Linked DNA regions of Anas platyrhynchos: region 2 is linked to region 1. A link is a contact called in public Hi-C data. All regions are on one chromosome and are shown on one strand. The core of a region is the stretch at or near the end of the contact, and the rest is flanking DNA. Distances in the headings are between cores, read along the strand shown. Region 1 holds the start of STARD9 (StAR related lipid transfer domain containing 9). Region 2 holds the start of LOC101791601 (hypothetical protein).

Region 1 (7,920 bases), core at 1,750-4,249:
AGGTTCTGTGTTTGCACAACTTTTGAGCTCATTCTTGGCTACAGGTACGTAGTAGAGTTGTTGACTGAGGCTGTGTCTTTCGTTGAGAAGCTTGAAAGTCATTTGCAGAGTGCGAAAAGTATCCCTCAGATACCAACTCTCATGAAGAACGTGGTGAGTAGCAAAAAAAAAAAAAGAGCTTCTCAATGCTGTTTAGTTGCTTAGATTATCTTTGTTTCCTGCTAGCTTAACAGCCTGACAGGTTATAGAGATAAAATCTAATTCTCTTCTTCAGGACGTTGCTTTGACAAAAACAGAAGTGCTGGTGACAGACTTGGAGGAGCTGACAGAGCAAATATTGGAATGGAGGGAACTGCAAAAAGGAGTGTATTCTGATGGTATCTGCAATACTGCCGAATTGGACTTTGGCTTATCTTTAACCTAGCACAGCTTTTTTTTTTTTTTCCTCATATGGGATGGCTATTTGAAAAATTGCAATTTAAGCCTGTGAAAAGTACAACATAGTTGTGCCTTAATACAGCGGGGATTTTGTAAGTAGTTATATTTATGTTCTGACATTATAGTTAAATGATTATCCATTCTCCAACTATTTAAAAAAACAACAACCTTTGAGCAGTAGCTCATAGGAAGGCAGACTACTGAAAAGACTGTTTAAGAGTTCTTTTTTGAAATAGTTGGGCAGGATTCTCTTGGAGCCTGTATCTTCGATGCAATTTTGTTTTGATTTTTCTCATGTGTTTGCTGCAATGTGTCTATTCATTTTTGTAAGTATTTTGATAATACACTGTATTTTTTATGTACCTATAAAACTTCAATAAACGCACTAGATTTTAAGAACCACGTTTATTGGTCTTCATTTTGTTATGGAATCCCACATTTAAAAACCAAAGAGTGGTTCCAAGTGCTGTGGAAGCATGGACAGGAACCTAACAGTTCAAACCAAGGAATTAAATTAGTTTTAGGTTACAGTTTATTACAGCTATGATGTGGTTGATTGGGAAAGCTGGGAATTTACTTGATGTATAGCAGTTCTATAAATTTGTAACCTATGTTTCTATGATAGTGATAAATACATTCTTCAGTCTTTCCTCTTCTATTGCTTGCCCTGTATCAATGACCTCCTTAGAATATAACTTTTTCCATGCGTATGACTAACAACTTAGCAACTGTGACTTGTACCAGTTCACAGTCTCAGGAACTTTTATGTTTTGAAAAGATGTGTTCGTAAAATGTTACTGCCAGGACATCTGTAAACCAGGACAGTTGTTGTCTTTCGTGGACACCCTGTTTTGTATTGAAGAAATGGAACAAACATGCAGATATATTGCCTTCTGTTACTGCATTGTCAGTTATCTGAATTCTTCGTTACTACAACGTGTTGATTTCTACTTTTAAAAACGAGCGCTTTATTTTTTGAAAGTAACCACTAGGTGGCTCAGTACCACACAAATTTCACCATAGCTTATGAGAGGTGCATTAAAACAAAGTAAAGTTAAGGAAGAAATAGTTGATTCTATGTTGAGCACCTTCTGATCAGAGTTACTTGTAATTGCTCAACTCAATATTAAATGTTTGAAATTTTCTAAGAATCATGTTATTAATCTTTCTAGACTACGTTATTCTACAGGGTGTGATGTCAAAGGTATAGCTTAACAATTCTCTAATATAGTATGCAAGTACAGGTGATTTTCCTCTGCTGATTTTCCCCTCTGCTGCTGCTGGGACATGTTAAAAAGACAAATGACTTGAATTAAGTCAAGCAGAGTGTCAAGAGAGAGCATGATCTGAGAATATAAACTGGAATTTGAGTCCTGTAAGCATGAATAGGATCCCATTGTGGGATTTGAGCCTGAGGTCCCCTGTGGTTCATTTCATACTTTGGAAATCATGGTCTTCTATGCAATTGCAGAGTAGCTGCAATTTTTACATTCTGTGAAATTGGAAGAAACAAAATCCAGACTTCTGGAATTATGGTCCATTGTCTCTATTGCTGGTTTAATTTCTCTCTCAAATTGTCTTACAATGATTCTTTAGATCAGTCAGGTAAACTAAAGATATTGTAATCTAAGGCTCAGAGATAGGATGAAAACACTTCTAGTTAGATTATTCATTATAATTCCTTGAAATGAAGATTATTTTATTCTTTTGCCATAGCTAAAGAGTTGAGCATATTTTCTTGTTTTACTCCAATATTGGAAAGCTGTCTGTGGAGATGGCAGGGTTTAGCTAATGCAATTTGCTATTTACATACTGATTCTTTCTTTAGTGTGACTGAAGGGCTAAATCTGTTGAATCAAACAGTGGTTCACAGCTGGTCGTATTTGTTTTAACATCGCTGTGGTGGGTCATGAATTGGGAAAAGCAAGTTTGAAGTTTGAAGGATTCATCATGGACTTCATTCTGGAAGGTTTCTGTATTATACTATTTATCAGATTCCATGTTTCTGGAGCTTAAGTCAAGTCACCTAATGGGGAGGTCTATACTTAAAGTATATATAAATAGTGTAATTAAATGGAAATGTAAGCATAGATTGCTTTATAACATGATCCTATCTGGTGTAAAAGTACTGTAGCTGAGTATTCAGATGCAGCCAGTTTCTAATATTTAGAAATACCAAAGCCAGAAACAAGTGCAGTAGAAGTAACACCTTTTGTTTTCTTTTGCCAGTCAGAAGTTCCCTAACAGGCCTGCTGTCCGGGTCGTGGCTGACAAATGATATTTGCTCTCACATCTCCTCGGTCATGTTGGTAGCTGACAGGGACACTACTCTAAACGCAAATTGTTCACGTTTTGGTGGGTTTAACATTAAGTGTAAAACCTTTGTCGACGCAACAGATGAAAATTGCTTTAAATTGATCTTTGGAGATATCAAAGCTGCAGGAGGGCTACCTTTCGCCACCCCTCTGCTCGCCAAACCCGGGGAGGGCGGCGTGAGGGCAGCGGGCCCAGGCCTGTGCTCGGGCCGGGCCCGCCCCGGGGGCGAGGCGAGGCGGGGCCGGGCGGCTCCGCCCCGGGGCGCGGGGCCGGGGGCGCGATGCGGGGCCGGGGCGCGGGCGGCGGGGCGTGAGGCGAGCCATGGCCAACGTCAAGGTGGCCGTGCGGGTCCGGCCGCTGAGCAAAAGGTGCGTGGGGGCGCCGCGGGGAGGCTCCGTGACAAGCTGCGGGGCGAGGCGGGGCCGGGATGGGGAAGGGGGACGGGAAGGGAGAGCGTCCCTCCGGCGCGCCCAGTGGCTCGGGGGGCTTGCTTGGGGACCCCGAGGCGTCCCTCCTCCTGAGCTCCCCCAGACGGGACGGCTGTCATCCAGCGTGAGGAAGGGTTCTCTTCCTCCTCCCTTGTTGCTGGGATTCCCAGAGCCGGACATTGCCGCTGGCTCTCGGCGCTGCTCCGCTCCCCCCCCCCGGCTGCTGGTCTCCGATGGGCAGGGCGGCAGGCAGGCAGGACGGCTTGAGGACAACTCCCCCAAACAAGAAGGTGCCGCAGCACAGCGCGCTGGTGGGCTCTGGATCTAACGTGTGGCTGAAAGCCTGCGGGCTGTGGAAGTTTGGGGAGGAAAGGGAAGGAAAAGGAGATTTTAGTGGCTTGTAATTTACGCCTCCTGTCAGAGGAATGCTGTCGCACTCCGGGCAGCACTGCTCAGAGGGCTGTCCCGGAGACGGGAGGCTGCCTTCTGCTTAGTGGGAGTCCCACGCTGCCTTCCGACTTCAGTGCCTTGTGTGATAAATAACCCTTTCACGGTGTGGGGAAAAGGATTCTGGAAGAGGTGCCTGTGGATTTCTTGCAGGAAGATACCAGAGAATGCTGAATAAAGTAAAATAATGTAAAAACAAATCCCAAACAAACTAAAAAATAACCAGCCAAACAAACAAAAATAAAACAAACAACAAACACGCAAACAAAACAACAACAAAAATACTGCTAGTCTTAAATAATAGAAAAGGGAAAGGTGGAAAGTAATGTACAGGTGTTCAATAAATTTTACCTTTGGCTCAAAACCAACTGATCCAAAAATATTCTAGCTATAATGACATTAAAAAAACAGATGTTTGGGTAATATAATTCTGATCTATAACACAGCTGTGGATAGAATAGATTTTGATAGATAGTGGCATATTTTAAGAAGAGTTGCAGCATGGAATTAAGCGAAGTTTTGCCTTTCATTGCTTAGTGTTGCTTTAATGTTGGAGATATTCTCTTTCTAATCTACTTCAGTACTGTTAGTCATTCCTAGCACTGACTGGTTAAATAAATTGCCATTATACTCTCTAGAAATAAAAAGCAGTACACAAATGCAAAGTATTAACATTAAAATGCCAATTTTAATGAGATCAAGTTGTTCAGACCATAGGACTCTTGTTTCAGCCTTGCAGAGTTCTCTGGAGATTGCAAATACTTCCAAGCTTGACTTGACGATGTATTTCATTGTGCAGCCAATTAGATTTGTTTCCCCCACAATAGCATTTGGCTTTGCATCGCTTTTGACTTAATGTTTCTTCCCCGATGGGTAGTATTTAACAGTGCATATGTGATTACAGCGTTAAATGGTGCCTATAACTGTGACAGGTAGGATGTGACAAACAGCAAAACCTTTGATGTAGTCAGCATGGGCCAGCAGTTTGATAGAGGGTACAGTTTGGGACGGTGGGTGGGAACAGAAACATAGCCTGGTGCACAAGGGTGAAATGAATCTGACACTGAAATGGAAATGTTTGTACAAAGGGGAGAACAGAAACCCAGGGGATAAAATGGGCAGAGACTGTTAAATAATTCCACCTGCTCCATCTGTGGCAACATAACTGGTGGGATGGGCAGGCAGAGACCAGTCCTGTGGTATTTGGCCCCAAAGGCAATTGCTGTTTATTCCCTGCATTGTGTTGCCACAGCTGAGGTCAGCATTCATGTGGCTTTTAATTTTTCATAATGGGGAAGGAGAAGTGATCAAATGTTGTCTGTGAATGCTCTGAACTTGCTTTATGGTCTTGACCAAAATTGCCTGAACATAATGACTTCAAGGCAAATACCACATATGTGAACACTTAACATAACCTTGATAAAGATTGGAAAGCCTAAAGCTTTCAGTGAGAATAGAGGCCTACTCTATCTATTTCAGTTCCTTAAACCACCTCCATGTTGTGGTCACATACATCTATACCTCTCACCCTCTCTATACACGCACGCCGTGATGGCCATTAACAGGCACCCGTGTTGCCAGAACTCCTAGGATCTCCTAGGTGCTTCAAAAGGAAAAGCTACCTGCAAAAAAAGAGTTTGACTTAAACTGAACAACTGTAATATGTGAAATTGCAGTTTCAGTGATTAAACTTTGTTTTTTTAAGAGTCCTGAAAATGGAGGAGCTATGAGCAAACGCTAGCACCAGAGTGTTAGTTGGTCATTTCTAGACTGTCCAAACTTAACGTACTTATTGCTTCATTTAATTTACATGGGCAGGTGAACTTTGTTTTTGCATCTTGAAGTTTACAGAATATTTGGAAGTTAAAATATCTTAATATGAGACGGCATAAAATCCTACTTCCTGTTTAAAGTATCTATTTATTATAAACCATTTTAATCACATCTGTTACTTGCTATTTAGCATAAGTCAAAGAGTGGTCTTTTTGTTTTGTGCCTGTTCAGCACCCATCACAATGTATTCTTTGATACACTGTGCCAGCTCTTCGGCTCCTATGCAGTAATAATCCCCCATGGTTAAAAAGCACATACAGTTGTACAGAGTGCAGAAATTTTTCCTTCAACCGAACTTTAAATAGCTTGTGGCTAATGTTCCTCATAAAGCCATCAGTCATTCTGTAACAGACTAAGCTATTTTTTGGCATCAAAGCATTGTCCTGGGAGAAAAATCCCTTGAGTATGTTCCATGGAGTGGCATTGCTTCCAAAAATCTTTATTATACATTTACAATTATAAGTCCAAAAAAAAATTTACATTGTATTCACATCAATACTTGTTCTCCATAACTGCATTTGCCCCTTTTTGAACATCCGCAGGGGTTGGAATTAGATGATCTCGAAGGTCCCTTCCAACCCAAACCATTCTATGATTTTATGACTGGGATGGAGCACAGCTGCCTCAAGCCTTTTCCTCCATGATCCCTACGCAGGATGCATTCCCTTTTCACAATGGACTTTGGGAACTGCTATGTACACAATCTTTAAGATAGGAAAAAATATATATTTTTTAAAAAACAGTGTTCTATACCACAATGAGAAGCCTCATGCCTTACTATAGGATTCTCTTCTTAGCATGCACCAGTGACTAGAAGTCATTGCATTCCTTCACGGATTGTGGCCTGAGTAAAATCATTCAGAGCAAGTTTATTTAATGAAATTGTAAAACGATAGCGGTGATAGTTAAATGCTTGACAGTAGGGCATGCAAGTTTCCCTGTGACACTTTCTGAGAGTTTAATATACTTCATTGGGCCCTGAAGTTTGAGGGCTCCTTGTGCAGCACGCAGCAAATCAGAAGGTGTTTTCTGCTGTTGAAAATCTCTTTCCAGTTGCCTCTGGGGCCTGGAAAAGGAGAGACTGGCAAGGAGCTCTTATTGGAAAGGGTCTTTCTGGGATCTTTATTAACTCACAAAAGAACTCCCATTCTCCATGAACCTCATGGACATGTCACCTGAAAGAGTCACTAAATAGGTGAATTAATGAGAAAACTGTCCTTTTTTTTTTTTTTTTTTTTTTTTTTTTTTTTTTTTTTCCTGCTTTGTATTGTCTCTAAGTTCTGGCTTGAAGGCCTCCTGGCCAGCTGTTTATTTCCCAGTCCCCTGATGAGTGAGCTCTGGAGCCTGTCCTCCACACACTGGCAAATGAGAGCTTCCAAGAAATGTCTGGGTAGCCCCAGGTGGCAGAGCTGAACCCAGTTTCCAGCTGTGCAGGTGTTTACCATCACAGTCTGAGCCTCAGTAGGAGTTTTCCTTGCTGCTGCTGTTCTCTGTGGCACAGTCTTCTGATGGCTGTCCTGTGGTGCAGTAGGTAATGAGGCTTGAGGGTGGGATAGGGAAGGAGGAGTTCAGTTTGAGGTCTTAAGACCACAGGTGATGGCTGTGAGCAAGCCTAAGGCTGGGAGGTATTTACCTGGGGTAGTAAGGAAAGTTTCTGTGTTAAGATTTCCAGAAAAATGCTCAGTGTATTTAGGTTAATCTGGCAGTATGTTGAGTTTAGCTGTGGTGAACAGGTGGGAGAAGAGCTATGCTGATTGGCGTGATATCATGTTAATATTTAAAAATAATTTCTATTAAAAAGGAGAACTATGTGGAAAAACAGAATTGCTTTAAAAATCATTCTGAAATGATGTTGGGTATGCCTTTATTAATCTGCTGCAGGATCAGCTTCTTTAACTAGTCTCTGTGCTGTGATCCACCTCGTTTGTTATTTCTAAGCACATCATGGTAAGTAGAAGGAAATATTTTTTTGTAAGAAGGACTTGTGGCAGTTTTAGAGATTGTGATATTAGGTGTTTTATATGCTTTTGCATAACTACAAGAACTTAGATACAGCAATCTTGCCTTCTATTGACAAGAGTGGTAACTTGTAGCAACTGTGGTAAAAAACTTTCCTTGCATCTTGTGTATAACAGCTGTTAAAATTTGTGTCAAAATAAAATTAAAGCAATAGCAGATTGGAGGCTATTGTTGCTCTCCCTCCTACCCCATCAAAATGAATGTGCTTGTCCTGGTTATACAAGCACGTTCCCTTTGCAGCATGTATTCTTCACTGGTTGCTTGCTGTTGTCCTTTTCAAGCATGTTTTGAAGCAACCCTGTTCTGGTTCTTGTACCTCCATCTTAAAACTCCTTAACAAGTCCATTGTTAAGAAGAATGTATTCTGAAAAAAACATAACCAGAAACGTTTAGGTTCCTATTTCAAAAGCTCTTCAAATTGTATTAAAAAAAAAAAAAA
Region 2 (7,920 bases), core at 2,443-4,942, 130 kb after region 1:
TCTCTCTCTCCTCTTGAAGGCTGCTGCTTATCGCAGAAGTTAGGTTTCCTTCCTGGACAGTACTAAAGGCCTCAAGGCTTGACCCAGATGAAAACCGAGCAGTTGGAGACTGGCTGACAGGCGTAGAAGTGAAGCACGTCTTTGGCTTGGAAAGGGGGCGCTCGGCACTTACAGGAGTGGGGTTGATTCTCCTTGACGGCTTACTTTTGCTGAAAAAGTGAGAAGGGATTCTTTTGAAATCACCAAAACAACAGAACAGTTGCCCGAAAGAAAAGGCAAAGTCACCAGGGAGGCCAGGGCTAGCTGAAGACCAAAAAGAACATGGGCATTGGCCCACTACTTTGCCCATAACCGCATTACACAAATGAAGCCGCACATAAACGTTCATTACCAGAATTCACAGAACATCAGCCAAAAAGCTTTTCTCCCTAGCATCAATAAAGCTGAAGAACCTTCCAGGACTGCTCTTCATTACCAATTGCTATTGCATTAAACAAGAAATGTGAAGAGCCAAGATAATGCTGACTTGTTAGAACATGCAAGGACAAAGATGTGCTCAGCCTCTTATCAGCTGGCCTGTGCAATGGCAAGCTGCAGGCACATCGCAAAGCTAAAGAGGCAACCAGGTGAGTTCAGAGCAGAAAGCTGACTACCTGTCAGCTCCCCTACGTGGCAACTGCTACAAGACTCTCCTGGCCAAGGAGAACAAGAAGCCAGCCCCCAGGTACTGCTTATTACAGCATCTTCTGTATTTTCACATGCACAACAGGATGAGCTAGTCAAGAACAGTAACCTACAGCGCAACCCAAACGAGGCAGTGAGAAATACTTGCTCTTACTTTGTCCAGCCAGAGGCTGCACCCATAGGTGGAAACTCCTCCAGGTTGTTAAGATTTAGCTGGCTGGGTGGGGATCTAGCAGAAACAAGAGGCACTTCACTCCGCTTTCTTCTCCCTCCACTCCACGAGGGACTGTCATTCTTTCCATCTTCCTCTTCAGCAAGGGAGCGCCCCAGATCCCGAGGCACCTGCCGGCCAGAGGCACTGACTGCACTGCCACCTTTCCTTCTGCCTCTCCTCGCTGGCAGGGCTTCGGGCGTAGCTGTCAGGAAGCTCCCCAGGCTGGCCTTCTGAGATGAGCGCCTCTCGCTGTGGTTAAGCACAGGGCTGTACCCAAAGCTCGGGCTGCTACTGGAGGCCATGCTCGGGAAGTCGCTGCAAGGGCTTGACAGGTTTGACCCTGAAAAGGAAGAAGAGCCACTGGATGCAGCAGCGGGGGAAAAGCTGGTATCTGTGGTGCAAGAGGTCACTGAAGTCCTTTGGGAAAAGAGCTGCACTCGGCTGCTAGTCGCATGACCTGCTCTCCTTTCTGATCCTGTCCTTTGGCTCCCATGGGCCTTGGAATTGGGAGTTTTAGCAGGAGTAGAGGGTCCATTAGTCAGGATCTGGCTGGTTTGCTCCCTTAAAAAGTTCAGCAGAAAAGGCACAAAGTCTTTCTGAAGTAAACTGAGAGACACCAGCTTGTCATGGATGTGGTTCTCCTGCAAGGAAAGAGCACAAAGCATTAACATAAAGATGCTACCTGATACCTTCTTTTCACTCATTTAGTAGTTACTATGGGAATGTGATACACCATAAAAAACAATATGATTTGTCAAAGCAGGCCACTAAACTTCAAGTGACCATAGCACCAGTCATAGATCTGAAACCCAGCCTCCACACAAGCTATTTTGGCAGGAGTTTTCAGATGCTGTCATTCACTTTGGTCTCCAACTGGGAACCAGCAGAACTGCCTCCCGGAGACACCCGTAATACTGAAGCTACAGCCAGCAAGAACATGGAGCAACTGGCACCTCTAGGTCCAATGTTTCAAGGTAAGATGGATAATTCTAACATAAAAAAAATAAAATCTGCAATTTCTCTGTTACCTACTCATCTACAAATACCTCACGCTCCCACAGAGGGGTGCTGTAATAACAAACATTTAAGCACTTTCAGCGCCAAATGCAAGACCAAAACTGCTCTTCTATTTCAATTAAACAATTTATTTGTTTGAGACCCCACAGAGCTCTAATAGAGACCACGCAACCTCAAGGTACATGAAGTTTATACTTAAGAAACCCAAACAAAACAAAACGAAAAAAATCACCACAGAATCAACACATGTAAAAATCAAAATAGATGGTGATCTTACCAGAGTAAAACTAGTCAAAAAGACTTCATTTGACATGCACAGTTCAAAGCTTTGTATGATGGGTAATATTTATTTTATTCTTAATACTTTTATGTTTCCTGTCAATGGTATTCAGCAACATTTGCAATAATAGCAGAAGCAGCTCTCAGAGACAGCAACTTACTCCTTACTAATATCAAAATAATAGCAGGTGCATTCCCACTTCATTTATATTCACATCTCCACTATACAAAAAGAGACAAACACTATTTTGGAAGGAACTGCTTCTATGAAAGGAGACAGTGAAAGCAGGGTCACGATTTGCCTCCAGCTGTGCTTGACAGCAGCAGTGAAGTTCTGATCTGAAAGCGTGGAACCTGTGCAGCTTCCTAGAGAAGTACGAGACTGGCACAACCCGATAACGGGCAGGCAGCCCCAGTCAGCGGGGTTCATGCTTGCGAGAAACGGGTCAGAACACAACAGGTGGTTGAAGACCCAACTTCTTACCAGCTCCAGAGAGAACCTGCCGCACGAGCTAGGGCAAGACATGTTCTGTCATTCCTCAGGTGCCCACCTGGGCTTAGTGTAGAGGCTGACAGGTAAGATTATTACAGTCCGTGCACAAGGTCAGGCAGTTTCTCAACCAGTTCTGAGCACAACCCGCCTTCACTCATCTCTCTCTGTGCAAGCCAACAGAGGTGCAGATCCTCCACCACAGGACAAGCGAAACCTGTCAACGGCTCCAGCCGCAAGCCTGCCGCTTGCTCCCTCACCCCGGGCTGCACCCAGCCATGACAGGCAGGCAGCAAATCCCCACCAGGGCCAAACTTTCCAGTCAGTCAGCACAGCCCCCCCAGCCTTGGGCACCGCTACCCGAGCCACCAGGGCCACTCCTTAAAGTCGCCTTTAAGGATCGCGGGACGACCCACGGAGCTTCTGCCCACAGCAGGTCGGGGGCACAGCGGCGGGGGCTGATTTTACCTCAGCGCGTTCCGAGGGGCTCTGATCTTTAACTACAGACCCCTTCCCCTACGCTCCCACCGAAGCAGCAGCGCCCAGGGCCGCTCTGTGGGTAGGAACCACGCGAACCCTCCCCACACACACGCCCACGGCACAGCTCGGGGCGCCGGGGCCCAGCAGGAGCCCACCCAAGCCCCTCGGCCGGAGCTGCAGGCCCCGGGCCCGGCGGCTCCTAACGGTCCCCTCCGCGGGCAAACTTCCCGCCCCGGCCCCGGCCCCGGCCGCGGTTACCTCAGCGGGGCGGTGGCCGGGCCCCTGGCGGAGCCAGCGCAGCACGGCGCCGACCGCCACCTCCTCGCGCAGCAGCAGCTCCAAAACCGCCGCCATTCCCGGCCGCTGCCGCCGCCGAGCAGGCGCACAAGGCGCGGCGGGGCCGGGCCGTGCCGGGCGGTAGCGGGCAGCAGCAGCGGCAGCAGCAGCAGCAGCAGGGGCGGGCCGGCGGCGGGGAGCGCGGGCGGGGGCGGAGCGGGCCGGGCCCGGGGCCGGGCCCCCTCCCCATGTCAACACGCGGGGCACGGGGCGCCTGCGCCGGCCGCCCGCGTCCTTTCCTCTCATGCGCGGTGCTCCCTTCCCCGGCGGGGCGCGGGGACCGGCCTAGCGGCGGCGGCGGCCGCGGGCCGGGGCGGGGGAAGGGGCAGCGGCAGCGGCGCCCCCCGCGGCTCCGCGCCCGCCCGCCGGCCGCCCCGGCCCCCCTGAGCGGCGGCAGCAGCCGGTGATGATGGCCGAGGACTCGCCGAAGCGGCGCAAGGCCAATTTCAACGAGGCGGAGACGGAGGTGCTGATCGAGCAGGTGCTGAAGCACGAGCAGCTGCTGTTCGCCGCCGGGCCGGGCCGCGCGTCGCCCGGCCAGAAGCGGAAGGTGTGGGAGCTGATCCGCCACAAGGTGAACCCGGTGGCCGCCTGTCCCCGCGACGTGGAGGACCTGAAGAAGCGCTGGCGGGACCTGAAGCGCCGCGACCGCAGCAAGCTGTGCCGCCTGTCGCAGGGCTGCGGGCCGCCGGGCCCCACCGCCGCCGCCGCCCTCGGCCTCGGCCTCCTGCTGGCCCCCGAGGAGCTGCCGCCCGCCGCCGCCGCGCCGCCCGGCCGCCACCACCTCCACCGCCTCCACCGCCTCCACCACCACCACCACCACCACCGCGCCTACGGCTCCCTGCTGCCCGCCGAGGCCGTGCCCATCGTGGGCGGCATCGACACGCTGGAGCTGCCCGGCGCTGCCGTGGGGGAGATGGGTGAGTGCGGGGCGCTGCCTTCGCCCCTTGGATGCCCACAGTGCGTGCGTGGGGCTGGCGGACAAAGTCGCATCGAAGCAGCACATCAGAGTAGACCCCCTGGCCGTGAGGCGCTAGACCCAGCCGCTCGCATCCACGCTTGTAGGCTCTGTCCTTGCAAAGGTAAAACGCCAGCCCTCAGAGCTAGGCTGTCCAAAGCCCTGTGAGTACATAAGTTCTTATGCCTACAAGAGACATGGCATTAGTGCACTGAAATGATCACCTTCAATACCGAGGGATTTCTTGCAACCAGTGTTTAGTCCACACTGTTACGGGTTACCAGGCGCACAACAGAGGGTGAAATGAGCTTGCAGTGGAACTTGTCTTTTGGAACCTAGAACTTGGCACCTGTGGTGGGGACAGTGAGGGAACTGTAGAATACAAAGATACAGTTAACGGGTGAATGCATCTTTACAGTTTCCTTCCCCACCTACAGAGGTAGTGCATATTCTAGAGACGTCAAAGGTAACACAGTGCAAGTCACTGCTGTGGAGTCTCAGTTCAAGGGCTAATGTTTATGTTTAGTGGATAAGAACATATCTCACCATGAGGTTCCTCACTGACTCTCCTCTGCTTTTCCTCTCCCCCCAACTCCTCTAGGATTTAACGATGATCCTGGCCCATCTCATCAACCTGGTCTTGAGAAGGTGAACCTAAAAGAAGAAATAGTAGTGAAAGTGGTAGAGCCAGAAGAAAGCTCTGAGGACATGGCAGTGGTTCCGCCTAGCCAAGAACAACTACCTTTTCTGGGGACATCGGGTAGTGGTTCCTCTGGGAAAGTAAAAGCCAAAACAAAAGGCAGGCCCCAGGCAGACCAAAATGAAATAACTGAAGCAGACCTAGTGCAGATTCAGCAGACCCAGATGCAGGTGATCCAGGCTGGCTTTGACAGTGTCAACCACAATCTTCGGCTGCTGCAGCAAGGCATGCAAGATCTGAGCAACAGCCTCAGCATCATGGCGCAGACACTTGTTGCTATCAAAAACGTGTATGTGAAAAACAACACTGGCCCAACCACGTACGCCACCGCCTCTACTCAGACTGCAGCCGGGTACCTGAGCCCGGGTTCTCCCCAGGTCTCCCCCACTGAGGACAGAGGCAGAGCGCAAGTGGCGGGAAGCAGCAGCAGAAGCAGCAGCTGCAGTTCCAGTTCCATGTCACAAGAACCAGGTCCTTCGGAGTTCCCTAGGCCCCCCCTGAGAACCATTAAGAAAGAACACCCAAATGGCTGCTACTACTTCTGCTTTGCAGACGTGTAAAAACTTGAATATATGTACAGTGACTGTGGTGTTAGGTGCTGTTGTATGTTCTGCTCCGGCCTGTGACTTTGAAGGAGCAAAATGGACTTGCCTCCCACGTTTTTCCCAGTGGGAAACATTTCACTATAGGTGGCATTAAACACTAATTACCAATCTCCTGTTTGTTAACTCTGTTGCAGTTGGCTAATGTCTTTCTTCTGTACTCATTATCCTCTTACTCTCTTAAAAACAAACAAAAACACAGATTTATTTTGACTAAGACTCTTGTCTGTATTATCCTTTGTTTAATGTGACCTTTTGGGAAAATAAAAGGCGTGAGAGGGGTGAAAAAGTACCATTAAGGTTACTGGCCAGCAGGAGCTGTCTTACACCAGTTGCTTAGTTTTTTTATTAAACAAATGGCAAAAGTAGCTGATGTTTAAAAGTAGTTGCTTTTCCTAACATTTAGAATGTTGAGGCTGTTTGCTTGGTTATGTTTTTCTGTTTGGTTGGTTTTGTTTTGTTTGCACTTTTGTTAAGTCTGAGCTGTGCGAGGCATCACAGGAAGGGTTTGGCATACCTGCTTCCTCTAGGAATAGTTTAGGATTGGGCTGTTGATTCGTGAATGTACTTCCCAGAATTCATACAGCTTTGCTCCACCTGGCTATTGTTCATTCCCAGCTTGTCAAATGCACCTTCTCTGAGGCATTTTGCCTTACTTCACTAGCAGAGTAGGCTATTTCTTGTCACACGATTAAAATAGAGAAATACAGCAAAAACGATAACTGATGAGTGATGCCTGTTTTTGATACGGAATAATTTTTCCTGGTATGGCTTAGAAGCAGGCTGTGTCTTCAGCAGGTCTTGCAAACTTTCTGGAATCGGTACCACATCCACTGAAATATTGAAAGTAAAAAAGTTTCCATATTGTTTTACATGAAACAGAATTTAGACTTGCTGTTAAACAAATTACAGGAGGCAGGGGCTGACTTCAGATAGAACAAATGCTCTTGCATAGTTTATGAAGAGATGCTTTCATCTTCACCTATCTGAGAGATTAGGAAAAACTGCCATTCTCTTAACTATACATCCAAGGAAAAAGAAAGAAAAGGAAAAATCTGAGCAAATAGTAACCTGTTAGGTGACAACCCTGAAACAAGCTCAAAGGAATTATTTTTTCCTAATGTGATGAAGAAACATCTTTTCATACTTAAATAGGAGGAAACTGTTGTCACTGATGCTTTTCTTGAAATGTGTTTAAGGCTTTTGTGTTTAAATCTTGTATACTACTTGTTCTACTTTGCAAAATTCAAAATTACCAGTGGTGCTGTGTTCATATGTGCAGTGCACTTATTGGACTTAAAACAGAAACCCTCTCACCTGCACTTTTATCACCTGAAAAGTCATTCAGGTCCTCCTCTTAAGCATTTATCACCAATATTCACGTTCTATGGATAAATTTGACCTATGCCTATAATGACCACCTGCCTCTAGTTTTCCAGTGACTTAGTGCAAGTGTTCCTGCCACAAGAACATAGCAAACAAGTGACGTACTGACAGAATGGCAACCCAACTACTACTCTCCCAGAAGCATAAGAACACACAAATATTAGGTAAGATATGTCATTTTTGTGGTCAGCTTTGACAGAGCACTATACCATCTATACAAAACTAGAGGATCACTTCCTTTATTTATTAGGGTATCAGGCCATTTACTTTAAAATGTGATAAACCTTGGAGGTAACTAGCTGCAAGCATGAAGGAATAATACAAGGAATGCTCCCACCCCCAGTTACACACTTAGAATTGTTACCTCAAATTGTTATCTCACCTCAAGTCTGTACAAGAGTGATCACGCTTAGGACAGCTGAATTTTAACAGGTTTCTTCTGAGACATTGCTGAGCGAAGAATGGAAACAAAATTCTTAAGGTGGCTCAAAAGAACTATCTAAAAAAGAAATGAGGGAAGAGGATGTCAAATCCCAAAGCTCAGCCAGGTACTGTTTCAATTACAGCTATAAAATGACAAGAATATTTTGCTGATCAACTAAGCACTTGTGGTTAATGCAGGAGCTATGCCTTGAAGAAAAGGAGATTCTCATTTTCAGGTATCCCTAACAAAAGGTGAGGGTGTAGGTGACAGGTATCTTTATCTTATTCATAAATTGCTGGCTCTGAAAACAGGAAAGACTGAATTCTTTCAAATGTGATTTTTGAGTCTGC

Evidence for each region. A called contact is a pair of places that touch in the nucleus more often than the background predicts.
Region 2: a contact with region 1 is called in a Hi-C map of skeletal muscle, with 1.7 times the contacts expected there. The contact joins the promoter of LOC101791601 here to the promoter of STARD9 in region 1. A contact is called at or near these places in 2 of 8 Hi-C or Micro-C datasets (liver and skeletal muscle).

What each region holds. Positions count from the first base shown.
Region 1 is chr5:34,673,076-34,680,995 of IASCAAS_PekinDuck_T2T, forward strand. It overlaps STARD9 (StAR related lipid transfer domain containing 9), which reads left to right and starts at 3,000. Exons shown (of 34, transcript XM_027458580.3): 1 at 3,000-3,122. The coding sequence starts at 3,076. It overlaps HAUS2 (HAUS augmin like complex subunit 2), which reads left to right. Exons shown (of 7, transcript XM_027459510.3): 6 at 45-153; 7 at 275-837. The coding sequence ends at 424.
Region 2 is chr5:34,806,133-34,814,052 of IASCAAS_PekinDuck_T2T, forward strand. It overlaps LOC101791601 (hypothetical protein), which reads left to right and starts at 3,693. Exons shown (of 2, transcript XM_027458594.3): 1 at 3,693-4,420; 2 at 5,060-6,482. The coding sequence starts at 3,907. The coding sequence ends at 5,718. It overlaps CDAN1 (codanin 1), which reads right to left and starts at 3,797. Exons shown (of 29, transcript XM_072038793.1): 1 at 3,423-3,797; 2 at 839-1,539; 3 at 1-209. The coding sequence starts at 3,746.